Regions from separate parts of the Anas platyrhynchos genome. Here region 2 is linked to region 1. Evidence: chromatin contacts called from public Hi-C data. All regions are on one chromosome and are shown on one strand. The core of a region is the stretch at or near the end of the contact, and the rest is flanking DNA. Distances in the headings are between cores, read along the strand shown. Region 1 overlaps SIK3 (SIK family kinase 3). Region 2 holds the start of SIDT2 (SID1 transmembrane family member 2).

Evidence for each region. Hi-C and Micro-C count contacts between places; a contact is called where the count stands out from the background.
Region 2: a contact with region 1 is called in a Hi-C map of F5 follicle, with 1.7 times the contacts expected there. The contact joins the promoter of SIDT2 here to the enhancer-like site in region 1. A contact is called at or near these places in 5 of 8 Hi-C or Micro-C datasets (F5 follicle, liver, skeletal muscle and 2 more).

What each region holds. Positions count from the first base shown.
Region 1 is chr25:8,991,117-8,997,644 of IASCAAS_PekinDuck_T2T, reverse strand. It overlaps SIK3 (SIK family kinase 3), which reads left to right. Exons shown (of 24, transcript XM_038167509.2): 5 at 2,971-3,095; 6 at 3,474-3,597; 7 at 5,112-5,230; 8 at 5,572-5,682; 9 at 5,841-5,984; 10 at 6,243-6,323; 11 at 6,440-6,528. Among named protein-coding and RNA genes, the nearest start is that of APOA1, 25 kb to the right of the region's middle. Within about 2 kb of position 3,469, at least 2 of the 8 cell types and tissues checked have an H3K27ac peak or open chromatin away from gene starts, as enhancers often do. A contact at or near this core is called in F5 follicle and small yellow follicle, where this site is marked.
Region 2 is chr25:9,044,312-9,050,907 of IASCAAS_PekinDuck_T2T, reverse strand. SIDT2 (SID1 transmembrane family member 2) reads right to left here and starts at 2,751. Exons shown (of 28, transcript XM_072027803.1): 1 at 2,356-2,751; 2 at 1,685-1,831; 3 at 1,417-1,578; 4 at 1,279-1,324; 5 at 1,098-1,199; 6 at 946-1,029; 7 at 714-825; 8 at 546-611; 9 at 324-417; 10 at 149-204. The coding sequence starts at 2,567. PAFAH1B2 (platelet activating factor acetylhydrolase 1b catalytic subunit 2) reads right to left here. Exons shown (of 6, transcript XM_027444425.3): 6 at 4,683-6,596.

The DNA of each region.
Region 1 (6,528 bases), core at 2,220-4,719:
ATCTTGAGCAATCCACACAATTCCAGCAGCTGTTGGAGTTTTACCTTTCAGCTCGCCACCAGCGCAGATCTTCTGGCTCTTCTGTCGGTCTTCCTGACCTGCAGCTGCAGCTTTGCATTACTTGCTGTGAGTTCAGTAATTAACACTGGCAATTAGGAGTGGGTTAGTGCTGCTGTTTCCACTTGGTGCTGACTACAAGTGTGCTTTTTCTGTTGACCATAACCGTACCATTTTTCCCTGAGCAGTCAGGTGTGAGTGCTGCTCCCCTGCTCCCATTTTTCCCCTGGATGCCTTTTCCCCGCGTACCTTCTCGCAGCCTGACTCAGTGGCTGCTGGCACTGTGCTCACTCATGCTCCCAGTCCGAGGGTTCAGCCAGGAGCTGGGATTATTGCTACACACGCAGGCTTTCCTGGGATATGATTTCAGGCAGGAATCCCATCTATGCATTGCTTTGCATTCATTTGCAAGAGCCTGCTCGCTCCTTCGCCTTCGGAGGGTAGAAGTCCCCGTTGCACAGTCTCATGTCTGCTCCCTGAAGCTCTGCTCTAGCAAAGAATGAGGGACTGGATGACTGGACCCACTTCTTCGTAGTGCAGAGAGAGGGTTTTGAGGTATTTTCCCTATATGGTGGCATCACGAGTTTTAGTTTGTCCTTCAAAAACTCCCCTTTCCCTTTGCATCTGTTTGTGGGATGGGACCTGGTTGCTCCCTGGTGAATTTACGTGGCCTTCCTTGGGCTGGGATGAGTTGTCATAGTATTTAAAAAAACGTATTTCAACCATGGGTTATTCATTTTGTTTGTTTTTTTTTTTTTTTGCTTTATATTTTTGGGGGTGTGTTGTTGTTTTTTTCTGTTGCTTTGGAGTTTCAAATCCCCCCGTTGACTTGGTGGGCAAGGGGAGCTTTTCAAGCTCGCATCTGTGCAGTTCCCATCTCTAAATTCTCGAGCAGCAAAACACCGAGTCCCTTCCCATCCTGTCCCATCCCTGGGCAGCATGCTGGCGGCTCCAACGAGCTGCAGGCCTGCCAGACCCCTTCCCATTTCTGTACAGCCACGGGCTTGGGAAGACAACGTGCCGTGTTTGCTGTTTCAGCGATGCAGGTGGTTCCCAAAAGGCAGCGCACACGGCTGGGCGAGCTGCACCCTGCTGTGCCGAGCTGCGCCCAGGTGCTTGGCTGAGTGCTGCAGCTCTTTGAAGGAGAAGAGCACAGTCCCCCGAAATCAGGTCACGGAAATCCTGCGAGGCAGCAGAGGTTGTGCACAGGAGTGGCTGCTCGGGGGCTTGGTGGGAAGCCAGCTGGGTTTGCTGGCTCGGGAGCTGGGGGGAAGCTCCGGGCACTGCTGCCAAGGGTTGGGGGGTTCTGTCCTAAAGCTGACGCCCGGTTCCCTTTCAGCAGGGTAACTGCAAACCTTCCAGGTCAAACTTGCAGTTTTACGTGGTCTAGGGAACCAAACCTTCGCTGGTGGCTGCAGGACGCGTGCTGAGCTCCTCGGCTCCTGAAGCACGGACAGACTGCAAGGAGAAATAGGCAGATAAAGCTAAGATGGATGTTCGAGATGAATGTATATTTCTTTCACGAAATAAGGGGAAAAAACTTGTGTTTTGCATGTCAAATAATTTTTGCCATTTGCATGCATGTGTTAAAATCTGCATTTTCAGTCGAATTCTCCTGGAGAGCTTTGGGATCTCGTGCTCCGGTGGCAGGTGGGCAGGATCAGCTCCCGTTCCCCCAGATGTGCTGCAGCTGGGGACAGCGATGGAGTTAAAACTAGAATGAAGCTCGTCCTCAAAGTTTTACTTCCTGCAGCCATAGTATTTTAGCCATGAAGTTTTTTGGTTTAATGGGTTTGCATTTGCAAACTGAGTATTTCTGGCTGCTGCGAACAATGTCCTTGTGGCTGGGGGTCCCTGTCCACGTGCATCAGTGTCACTCACCTTCCTGCTGGCACAAGTCTAGCAGAAAAATAGGCAAAGCCGTTTGCTCCTGATAGGAACTGCTCCCAAGGACACCCTGTCATGGGACCTGGAACCCTCTCTCTCTCACTCTCTGGGTTTGCTGTTGTTCAGATGAGTCAAAATCCTTTTATTTATAAGCAAAAGCTCACTTCTCTTAAATCCAGACATCTGTTCCTTGCCTCTTTCCAGCGCAGGTCTCAGCTGTATCCAGGGGCGGCAGGTTAATTAGCAGGGAATGCCATTAGTGCCCACGTAAGCTGATGGTTGACTGCCCACGAAGTTCAGACCTTTCTTTTAACTTCTCCTTCAGGATTTATTCTTTGCTGTGGGTGAAGGATTTGACTGGCTTTGTAGAGATGCCTGCCACAACTGAAGATTTCGGTTCACGTATTTCTGGAAAATGAATTTAAAAAATGGCACGTGCTTTCTCCTCTTTCTGTGCGTTCTGTCTTTGCTGGCAGCTGCCCTGCTTCTACTGAAGTTGTGAAACTCGTCATCAGAGAGCTGAAGGTTGGAAATTAACACAAAGATTGTGTGTGGTCCCTCGAATATAAGTTGGAAACCTCATTCCAAACCCTTCACCCGACTTAGAGCGACCCTGGCTGGTCTGATTGCTATTCATTGACTCCAGCATGGAAATCACGTGTATGAAACGTGGAGGGCAAGCTTCAGATCTGTGTTCTCGTAAGCAAAGTAGTGTAGTTAGAGTGTGTGGAGCAGTCCCAAGCTGGGGTATTTTGCAGCAGGTTGTTTAAATGGGTTGAGTTGTTGTAAGAAGTGGAGGAGCAGCTTTGATATGTGGTTGTCCATCCTCTCCGTGTGGAGGAAAGAAACTTGCACGCTGTTCCAGGTGCCTCTTGTGCACTCTTACCCTTCTGGGGTCTGAATATCAGCTACCCCTTGTGGAATTGTGTGCGACTTCACCAGGCACAGCGAATTATTTCAGTACCATTTCTTGGTGACAGCTGAGGTGGATCACACTCTACTAACCAGTTCTTGTTATTCTTTCAGATTTTGGATTCAGTAACATCTTCACACCTGGCCAGCTGCTTAAAACCTGGTGTGGGAGCCCTCCCTATGCCGCTCCAGAGCTCTTTGAAGGAAAGGAGTACGATGGGCCCAAGGTTGACATTTGGGTATGCAGTGAGCCTCTTTCTCTTTTACTTCGATTTTGGTTTTGCTCTCTTTGGCTTTGATTCTTGCCACCGCAGTGGTGCTCAGCCTGCTGATGCTGCGTGGATCTGGGCACGCAGGTGCTGTGGTGGTGCAGGGCCACCTTGGGCAGGTTTGGGCTGCCAGCTGATTTAGCCATTGGTTTCTGAGGCTTGGAAGAAAGTCTGAATTAAGCTTGAAGGAGAAATGAGGCTGGCCTGGGACTGAGATGCCACGAGGTCCTTTCCAAGGATTTGCTTCTTCTTGTTTTCTGTTTTATTTAAACAATGTTAACCGCTGTTAACCACAACCTCTCTTGGTCTCTCCCTCCGTTGCTGACGTGACCTTGGTTTTGGCTGCAGAGTCTCGGCGTGGTGCTGTACGTGCTGGTCTGCGGCGCTCTGCCCTTCGACGGGAGCACGCTGCAGAATCTGCGCGCCAGGGTGCTGAGCGGGAAGTTTCGCATTCCATTTTTCATGTCCACAGGTGAGGCACACACACTGCACAGCCTGCCAGCAGCGCCGGGCAGGGCTCTGGGCACATCTCTGCTCACAGACCCCTTGAAACGCTTACATTTCAATAAACCATTTGATTTGTGTGTGGGGGGGAGTGGTATGCCAGGAGCCTTATCTGCTGGAGAGCAGTTTGTAACAGGAGCTAAAATGAGTTCTGAATCTAGAATTTAGAAACCCAAATATTCTTACCTAAAAATAATCGGCTTTCTTGTATACATAATTGCAAACTATAGCAAAATGTTAGCAAAGATACACTCACTAAATTCTGGGAAGTGTGAAAGCTAAAAATGGACTAGTGATGTAGGAATATGGAGGCTTTCACTCGATCTGCTGTAGACAAGAGGCTTTTTACAGCATTATGGCACATTAATTTCCAGCAATAGCCCCACCGCAAGTGAATGTCCATGTCCTGTTTGTGCAAAAGCGTTCTGGATTACTTAAGTAATAAATCTTGTTTGTGAAAAGTGTGATTAATTCTTGGGTAAAACCAGCTTTGCTTAAGAGCAGCTCATATTTTATGGTACCTTTGAGTGGAAAATTCAGTGGGGGTTAAAGGCCTGCTTTTCTGGCTCCAAGCTGAACCTCTCATCACACTTGGTGCTCCGAGCTTGGCTCGAGTGGTGGTGCCCCACACGGTTCTGCAGGAGCTGCCTGGGAGAGGTGTTCCTGCAGTAAGCCTGAGGAGCACTGTGCTGGCAGCCTGAGCCGTGGCTGCTCTGCTTTGTTCTCCAACCCCAAAGAGCCCGTTGGGTCCCCTGGCCATGCCAGCAAGGCGGGCAGGGACAGGGTGACAGCGTGCCACCTAGGGGAGCTGGCAAACAGCACAAGGGCACCGTGGCCTGGCCAGCCTCCTCCCTAGCCTGGGGAAATCCTGCCTGAGAGTTTGGAAGTGTGAAAGGGGCATACTGATTTACAGCTGTATTGGCAGGAAAGCTTTTCTCCAAAGGGGGTTTCAGATTGGTTTTGGAAGACCGTACAGCCACTGAAAATGTTCCTTGACGGGGGATGTGCTCACCTGTAGGAGCTGCGGTAGTGCTGGCAGCCAGTGCCACTGGTGCCCTTGGGAGCTTGAGAACGGGAGATGCTCCTGTGTTGGCTGGCAGCAGCTGTTGAAGCATCTTGAGAGAGGCTTTCACTCCTGTGCCACCTGATTTAGAGCAGTGCTTAGCCAGAGGGCTGTGGGTATTCAGTGTCAATTGGAGCCCCATTAACTTTGAGCTTCAGCCTTTGGTTCTGTCTGGAAGGGGCCGTGGTCCTTGGCCCAGCGGTTTCCTGCAGGTAGCATCAAATGTCTGCAGCAGGCACGGGCGTGAAGTGCAGGAGGAGAAGCAGTCTTTGTGTTGTGTATGGCTTCCTGCAGAAAAGCGCATGCTTTTGAAAGACAAACTTGGCCTTTTTTTTCCTTCTGCCCTAGCAGCACAAGGCTGTCGCCTGCGGAAGTTGTGCCCCTCACTGTGAGTTACTCACAGCTCTGTTCTCTTGCAGAATGTGAACATCTGATCCGCCACATGCTGGTCTTGGACCCAAGTAAGCGGCTCTCAATGGAGCAGATCTGCAAACACAAGTGGATGAAGCTTGGAGAGGCTGATGCAGAGTTTGACAGGGTGAGAAGCTGAAGTGAGCTGGAATGGGGTTTGCTCAGTGCACGTAGCACTGCAAACAGGCTCTGTGCCACAGAGTTGGCTTCAGCTGCTTGGGAACTCTAGTTCCAAGCGCCGGCGTGCCACCTTTCTACTTTGTGTCCCCCTTGCCTTGCTTTCCACATCAGCCTTCAGCTCTGTGTGCTGTTACATTTTCTCCCCCCTTTGAATTACTGTGCCGTCAGCCTTCAGAGCTCACGCCAGCTCGCAGCCGGAGCCTGGTGAATCGGTGCTGTAGAGCATCATGACTCATCCCTGTGCCTTTGGGAACGTAAGCACTGAGGGCTGCGTCTGTGCTCTTGCAGCTGATAGCAGAGTGTCAGCACCTGAAGACTGAGAGGCAGATGGAGCCGCTGAACGAGGATGTGCTGCTGGCGATGGCAGAAATGGGGCTGGACAAGGAACGCACAGTTCAGGTAACACCACAGCTGGTAGTTCTGTGCTGCCTCTTCTGGTCGGAGAGCAAATGTCTGTGTTGTTTACCACGTCTGGTAACTGAGCAACTTCAGCGCAGTATGCAGCTTATTTTAGTGCTTGGCAGAAAGCGTCTGACCCCTTTCTCCTTTTCTTTTAGTCCTTACGAGCTGATGCTTACGATCACTACAGTGCAATCTACAGCTTGCTGTGCGACCGTCTGAAGAGACACAAGAACCTGCGCATCGCGCCGTCTCCAAGTGTACCACGGACCATGACCTTCCCCACCTCTGCTAACATCCAGGTAGGTCCTGCTTGTATGACGTTCTTCCAGGCCTAGGCCAATCTTCTAAATCATACCTGCTGAACTTCAACTTCCTTGTAAGCATCCTCATTCTGACAAGTCCCAAAATCTTCCTTGTCTGAGATCTTTTTGTATTCTCAGGGTGCCTTAATCTCCCTGTTCCCAAGGTCTGTTCTTTGGTGTTAATCTAGTGGTGTTTGTAAAGGGGCTGTAAGAGATGCTAGCTTCCTGACTTCTGATCTTGATCCCTCTGCCCAGCAGACAGAGCAGGCAGGCAATACCATGAGCATCAACGTGCCACAAGTCCAGCTCATCAACCCTGAAAACCAAATCGTGGAGGTGAGGTGCTCCCCTTGGTGACCCCTGCAAGTTCTTTTCCCAGGCTTGTACTGAAGCCTTTTGATTGATTGACCTTCGCGTTATGTTTCAACATCTCCAATATTTTTTCTGCCCAGACTGACGGGACAATGAACTTGGACAGCGATGAAGGCGAAGAGCCATCACCTGAAGCTCTGGTCCGGTACCTCTCGATGAGAAGGCACAC
Region 2 (6,596 bases), core at 1,502-4,001, 54 kb before region 1:
CCAAGCCCCAGCTCAGCTGCGTCAGCCCCAGAGAGGAGAAGAAACCAAACCCCAGGACGTTCCCATCCCTGCTCTTTGGCCTCACTTGAAAGGCAGAAAAAACCACCAGCCCCAGGGACATCCGTCCCCTCGCTGCCACCCCGAATACCTGTGTCCAGGCTGGGTGAGTCCATGGCTGCCAGGAGCCCCTTCCTCTTCTGCTGCCTGCCAAAGGGAGCGGCTGTGAGCGGCACCGCAGGGCGCCCACAGGTGGCACCGCACCGTGGGGCACGGACAGGGGCTCGGGGAGGGGACGGGGGGGGCCACAAGGGTTGGGGGCTCACCGGCAGCTCTCCCAGCAGGCGATGAGCAGCGTGAGGACGTAGAAGGAGAGGAAGATGCCCAGGCAGAAGAGCATGCTGCTCACGTACGCCTCCGCTGCGCACAGAGCCGGGACGAGGCTCAGGGCGAGCGGTGGCCCCGGGGACCTGTCCCGGGGTCCCCCCCAGCACCCCGCAGCCCCCAGCCCTTATCGGCGTCCGGAGCAGGCTCCCACCCAGGCTTACAGGTTATGGCAGGGGACACCATCACCTCCAGCATCTTCTGCCGGTTGTGCTGATCCACGGGCTCATCTGCAGGAGGCACGGGCAGCCCTCAGCTCTGCGGGGCGGGGGTCAGCCCCGTGCCCAGCACCAGACCCCGCAGCAGCAAGGCTCCCCCCGCCAGGCACCCACCTGGGGAGGTGTGTTTGGACAGGGGGTAGTAGGGCAGAGCCCCCCCGCACGCCTCGTCCTCCGTCTTCACCACCACCACCACGTAGAAGCTGTTGCTGGGGAAATCCTTCTTCTGCCACGGCGAGAGAGACGAGGGTCAGCAGCACCGGGGGGGGACGTGTGGGTCCCTGTGGGGCTGAGCCCCACGGCCGGGGCCTGTCCCCATGCCCAGTGTCCCCGGCCCCGCGCCCACCTGCACGGTGATGGCTGCCTTCTTGGTCATGGTCTGGTACATGCCGATGAAGGCCACGTTGTTGTCCAGGTCATAGACGGGGCACTGCGGGGTGCGAGGAGCCGTCAGCCCCGCGGGTCCCCTCGGGGGGAGTCCCCAGAACCCAAACCTACCAGGATGTCCTGGATGGAGATGACGGAGCAGGGGAAAGCCATGGCCGAGGTCACCTTCACGATCACCGAGTCCACTCCCTTGGGGAACTCGTACTTGAAGTACTGGGGGGAGAGGGGCACGTCACCACCCGTGCCGCTCCCCACGGTGCGGACCCCCTGCCCGGCCAGCCCGGCCCCTCACCTGCGGCTGCGACGCCGTGGCATTGAAGGTGAAGGCTTCATTGGTCCTGGGGAGAGCGGGGAAGGAGGGATGAGGGCCGGCCGGGGCAGCATCCACCCGGGGAGGGAGCGGGCAGGGGGCCGGGGCCGTGCCCCTCACCGCAGCACGAAGTTCTCCACGCGGGTGACGCGCAGCTGGTAGGAGGCGTTGAGGGACAGCGTGGAGACGTCCACGTAGAAGTGCTGGGTCTCCACCTCCGCCTTGCTCTGCGGCTGGCACAGCGTGCGGCTCACCTCCTGGTACGCGTACTTCCTCTGGTACCTGGGGCAGGCAGACCCCGCCGTGCCGTGCCGTGCCACACACCCCTGCCCACCCCGTGCCCGCGGGGGACCCCCGCCCGGGGCTCCCGAGCCCCCCCAGCACTCACAGGCCCCGTAGGATGAGCGGCACCTGGAACGAGACCACCGCCTCCTTCTGCCTCACCACGAAGAGCACGGGCAGGTCCTTGTGGTCGGACAGGACGTTCACCGACACCCGGACTCCCTCTGTCTGCGGGGACAGCGCGGAGGCGACGCTGTGGCCGGGCAGCGGCGCCCCGCTGGGTGGACTTTGCTCGCAGACACGTTGGCCCCGTGCTGATGGGGGGGGTGTGGGACGCGGGGACTGGGCTCTGCCACCACCCGGGGCTGGGTGACGGGGGGCTGCACGGCCAGGGGGTGGTGGGGGCACTGCCTCGGGGTGAACTCAGGGTGCCCAAATGGGGAACGTGGACCAAAAGGGGGAACACAGCCCAAAAACAGGAACACAGCCCAAAAATAGGAACACAGCCCAAAAGGGGGGATGCAGCCCAAAAATAGGAACACAGCTCAAAAGGGGGGATGCAGCCCAAAAGGGGGGACACAGCCCAACAAGGGGAGCACAGACCAAGAAGGGGAACACACCGCAACAAGGGGAACACCCCAAAAATGGGAACGCACCGCAACAAGGGGAACACGGCCCAACAAGGGGAACACCCCAAAACCAGGAACACACCACCAAAAGGGGCCCCGCTCCCCCAAAAGGCCCCCGTGCCCCCCCCGTGCCCGGCGCCCCGCTCACCCTGTTGCGCAGCACGGTGTGGTTGAAGGCGTAGATGTTGAGCAGGTCGGCGTCCACCCAGTCCGAGTAGGTCCTGTCGAAGGTGGCCTCCTTCTCCTGCACCCGCCGGCCCTGCTGGGGCTGGGGCTGGGGCTGGGGCAGGGCTGGCAGCGGGGTGAGCGCCCAGAGCAGCAGCGCCCAGGCCAGCAGGGCGGGGGGCATCCCGCCAGCATCCCCGGGGGCACCGGGAGGGCACCGCGACGGGACGGGGGCAGCGGGGGGGGGGCACGGCGGGGTCAGCCGGGGCGCAGCGGGGAGCGCGGAGCCATGGCGCGGGGGGGCGAGGAGCTGCTGGGGCCGGTGCCCGGTGCTCGGTGCTCGGTGCCCGGTCCCGGTGCCGGTGCCGCCGCCCGGCGGTAAACACGTCCCGGCGGTGACGTCAGGGCCGGGCGGGGAAGTGACGCCGACCGGGGGCGGCCCCGGAGCCACCGTGGTTGGGGGGGGGCGGTGGGGGGGGGAGCGGAGCCCCGGGACGGGCACAGGGACACGGCGCGGGGCAGCCCCCGGGGAACCCCATCACCGCCGGGGCTGCTCTTGGATACCCCGGGCTGAAATATCCCGGTCCTAAACGCCCTGCTCCTAAATGCGCCCTGCTCCTAATTGTGCCCTGCTCCTAAATATCCCCTGATCCTAAAAGTCCTGTTCCTCAATGTCCCCTCATCTTCACCATCCTGTTCCTAAACAGCCCCTGTTCCTCAACACCTCCCCCTTTAAATATCCCAATCCTAAACATCTCCTGTTCCTAACCACCCTGTTCCCATATCTCCCCCCAGCTCCCCCTCCCCTGGGCTGCAGCCCCCAGCCTCCTGCCCCACATCTGCCCCCACCATTACAGTGCTCGCTGCCCCCCAGGTGAGGGGCTCCCCGCTCCCCATGGGTGTGAGGCCGGGGCAGAGCCGCAGCTCACGCCCGACTCCTGGCCAAATCCTGCCGCTGCTGGCACGCCTCGGAGGTCGATGAGTGCTGAGCGTTCCCCATTCATCTCAGGGCTTGGGAGTGAATCAGAGCCAGGAGCAGCCAGCTGAGAGATGCTGTCCAGGGCCAGACAGCCGGTTACCTGCACCTGCAGAACAGCATTCAGAGCTTCGGGTACCCAAACTCTGCATCGCTTGGAAACGGTGGTGAAAAGAGAGGAAAACGAACAAACAAACAGAAACCAGACTGGCAATAAGAATGGATACTAAATGAGAAGCGAGGATCCAGACGAGCACGACTCCAAATACCCACGGGAGGGAAGGCTGCGGGTTTACCTGGGAGAGGCCCCCCTGGGGAGGCTCCCCCCGACCCTGCAGCACCCCACAGCTGGTCCACGGCCCAGCAGCAGCAACGGGACACAGGAGGCAGCCGACAGGGAGCGGGAGACACAGGCGCACACACACACACAGCAACACGTTGGGGTGAAACATTTACATTTATATTGAAATATGCACTAGACAGAGTGAGTTCTACCAGTTGATGCTTTTTTTTTTTTTTTTTTTTTGCCAAAGCAGAATCACAATTCCCACCCGGGAAGGTTCAAGTCAGTGAGCAGACACAGAGCAGTGCCCCCGAGCAGGTGGGGAGGTCCCCACCATGTGCCTGGAGTGTCACCCCCTCCTCCCCAACAAGTCCCCAGGCACCCTTTTCCGTCCTTTCACATCTTTTCTCTTGGCTGCAATAAATAGGGAACTGGCAGTGCTCGCAGGCCACTGTACAGACAAGACACCAGGCTTCAGCACAGAACTGAAAAATGCAACTGGATTGTTTACAAAAGGAAAGAGCCCCAAAGGGCCGGTTCTTCCACAGCCAACCATTAACAATGAAATAATTCATGCTGGCCAGGCTGGGGCAGCCCAGCCCAGCCCCGATCCCAAGGGACATCGGTCACCCAAAGCTGCAACTGAAGCTTTTCTATGCGTCCTTTGGCGAGGCACTCATTTTTTTTTTAATATTTGCTCAGTGAGGAGGCAGAATCCCTCCTTGCCCTCACACAAAACATCTCAATTTTGCGCGGGACAGTTTCTTACTAGACAGCCCCAAGCACAGCTAAAGTCTCCTAGGAAAAAAAAAAAAAAAAGCTGTCCTTCCTCTCCTTGTGCAGCATCAGCACCCATCAGCGAGGGTTAAGGCAGCCGAGGAGGAGGGCTGCGAACACCAAAACAAGCACAGAGCGTGGCACCTGAGCAAGCCAAGCCTAAGCAGAGCTGTCCTCAGTCACGTTGCAGAGGAGCCACGAACCTGCCCAACCTCTCTCGTTCCACCCAGCGCCCTGCCAAGAGCAGCTGACTCACCGCCGGACACGGCCGCAGTTGAGGAGTTAACTTTTTATTGGAAGGACACATTCCTGGGCAGCGTCTCTTTAACCAGCTGCAGGGACAGCAGGGAGGGAAGCAGGGATGCATAGATTAAACTATCACACTGCCTTTCTATAAAAGCCTAGAAAGCTGGAAAGCTCGCAGGGAGCAGGGCGCTTTGTCCCGTCTCCCTAGGGGTGTGTGTGTGGAGGGGGGGGTCAATAAATCTTTTCCCCAAGAATCCTCCACTGCGATGGATTTTCAAGGCTGGATTTCACACTGCTTCCTACACCAGCTTCTCCAGCAAGCATCTAATCAGAAGCGTGAACACCTTTATCTTAAAGCCTGCTCTGCAAGGCAGCAGGGCTACAGAGTGCATAGGCTGAGCGGGGCCTGGGGAGCAGCGCGTTCCTGGCCTGGCCCATGGGGGTGAGACAATCATCCTCCTTCTACTACGGCACTCCAACACTTTTTACTTTTATTTCGGGGAATTGGAAAGCTTCATCCTTCCTTCATCTGTGTGTAGATCACATATACTGGAAACAAAACACACACTATGCATGCAATCCAGGCAGAAATCCTGCTATGATCAAATCTACAGGAAGAGGGGAATGTAGTGGGGACATAAAAGTATTCCTTAATGCTAGATTATAGACTGCATTAAACACCAGCACCCTTTATTATAAAAAAGGGCCAACAGACTATATACAGTACCTATGTACTTTCATTGCAGCAGGGCACAGCAAGCAACCTGGACACCTAAACACCCCTCAGTAAGCACACAGCATGGAGCGCCCGCTAAAAAGCCATCGGTTCCTCTCCCATTTACCTGCCGGGAGGAGCGTGTCTGGCTGCAGATCCCTCTCACGCCCCGAGAGGAGCAGGGATCTGCGCTGGCAGCCACCACAGCACGGATCTCTGATGTCTGCACAGCGCTGCCATGCTCCAGCTCCAGCAGGTAAGCTGAGGAAGAACAGACTTGAGTTAAAATTACTTTATTTGCGAGTATATTTAGCTATTCGCCTAGGGCTCTGCGTTTAGGGTCCAAAACGGTTTCTTTTTGAAAAAGAGAAGCTTTCACTTGTAGATGAAAGGCTGTTTTCATACCACCACTAGTAGACTATAACCAGCTCTCATAACAACAACAAAAAGAAGTCCCACCTACTTGCAGCCCCTGGAAGAGGGCGCTCGCTGCACTGGCTCCCTTGCCTGGAGGTGAGCCGCGTCCAGGGCAGGAAGAGGCTACACCCTGGCTTCGCTTTTTACTGTAAGAGGCTGTAGTTGCTTGAATAAAGTGTTTATACAAGTAAAACAGAAGCAATAAAGAAATATACACCTTGGAATCTGTAAAGCTTCAGACTGATTTAGGCCTTGCAAAAAGGGGTTATTCATATGGGTTTTCTTAATAAAAAAAAAAAAAAAGGATGTAACAGTCATACTTAAAAAAAAAAAAAAAAAAGAAAAGAATGATGAACAGCACTGTAGAGAGCCCTGTAGCACAGGCAACTCAAAGGAATGAAATGTCAGTTCTATAGGAGCGAGGACGTAACTACCTTCTGTGATATTAACCGGATAATTAAAAATCCTAAACTGAACAACTGTTAGAAGGCAGCAACACCATACACGGACAGGAGCAGAGAACAGGACAGCCAGCAGCACCTGAACAAGGCTGCCCACAGGGAAGCTGCATGGAATGAAGTGTGCCCCAGCATGGTGAAGCAAGCACGAGCACAAGCACCTGGGAGTGTGACATGCGTTCAGCTAACAGTTTGTCTCGTTACACTTCTCAATTCCAGTTTCATGCTGCTTCAGAAATAAGGAGTGGGAAAGCGACACGTGTCGCCTAACCCCCCAGTGGGAAAAAAAAGGAAAAAAGGAAAGAACGGAAATATTATTAGAAGGTGGGACTGAGACTGAAAAATGCATCTG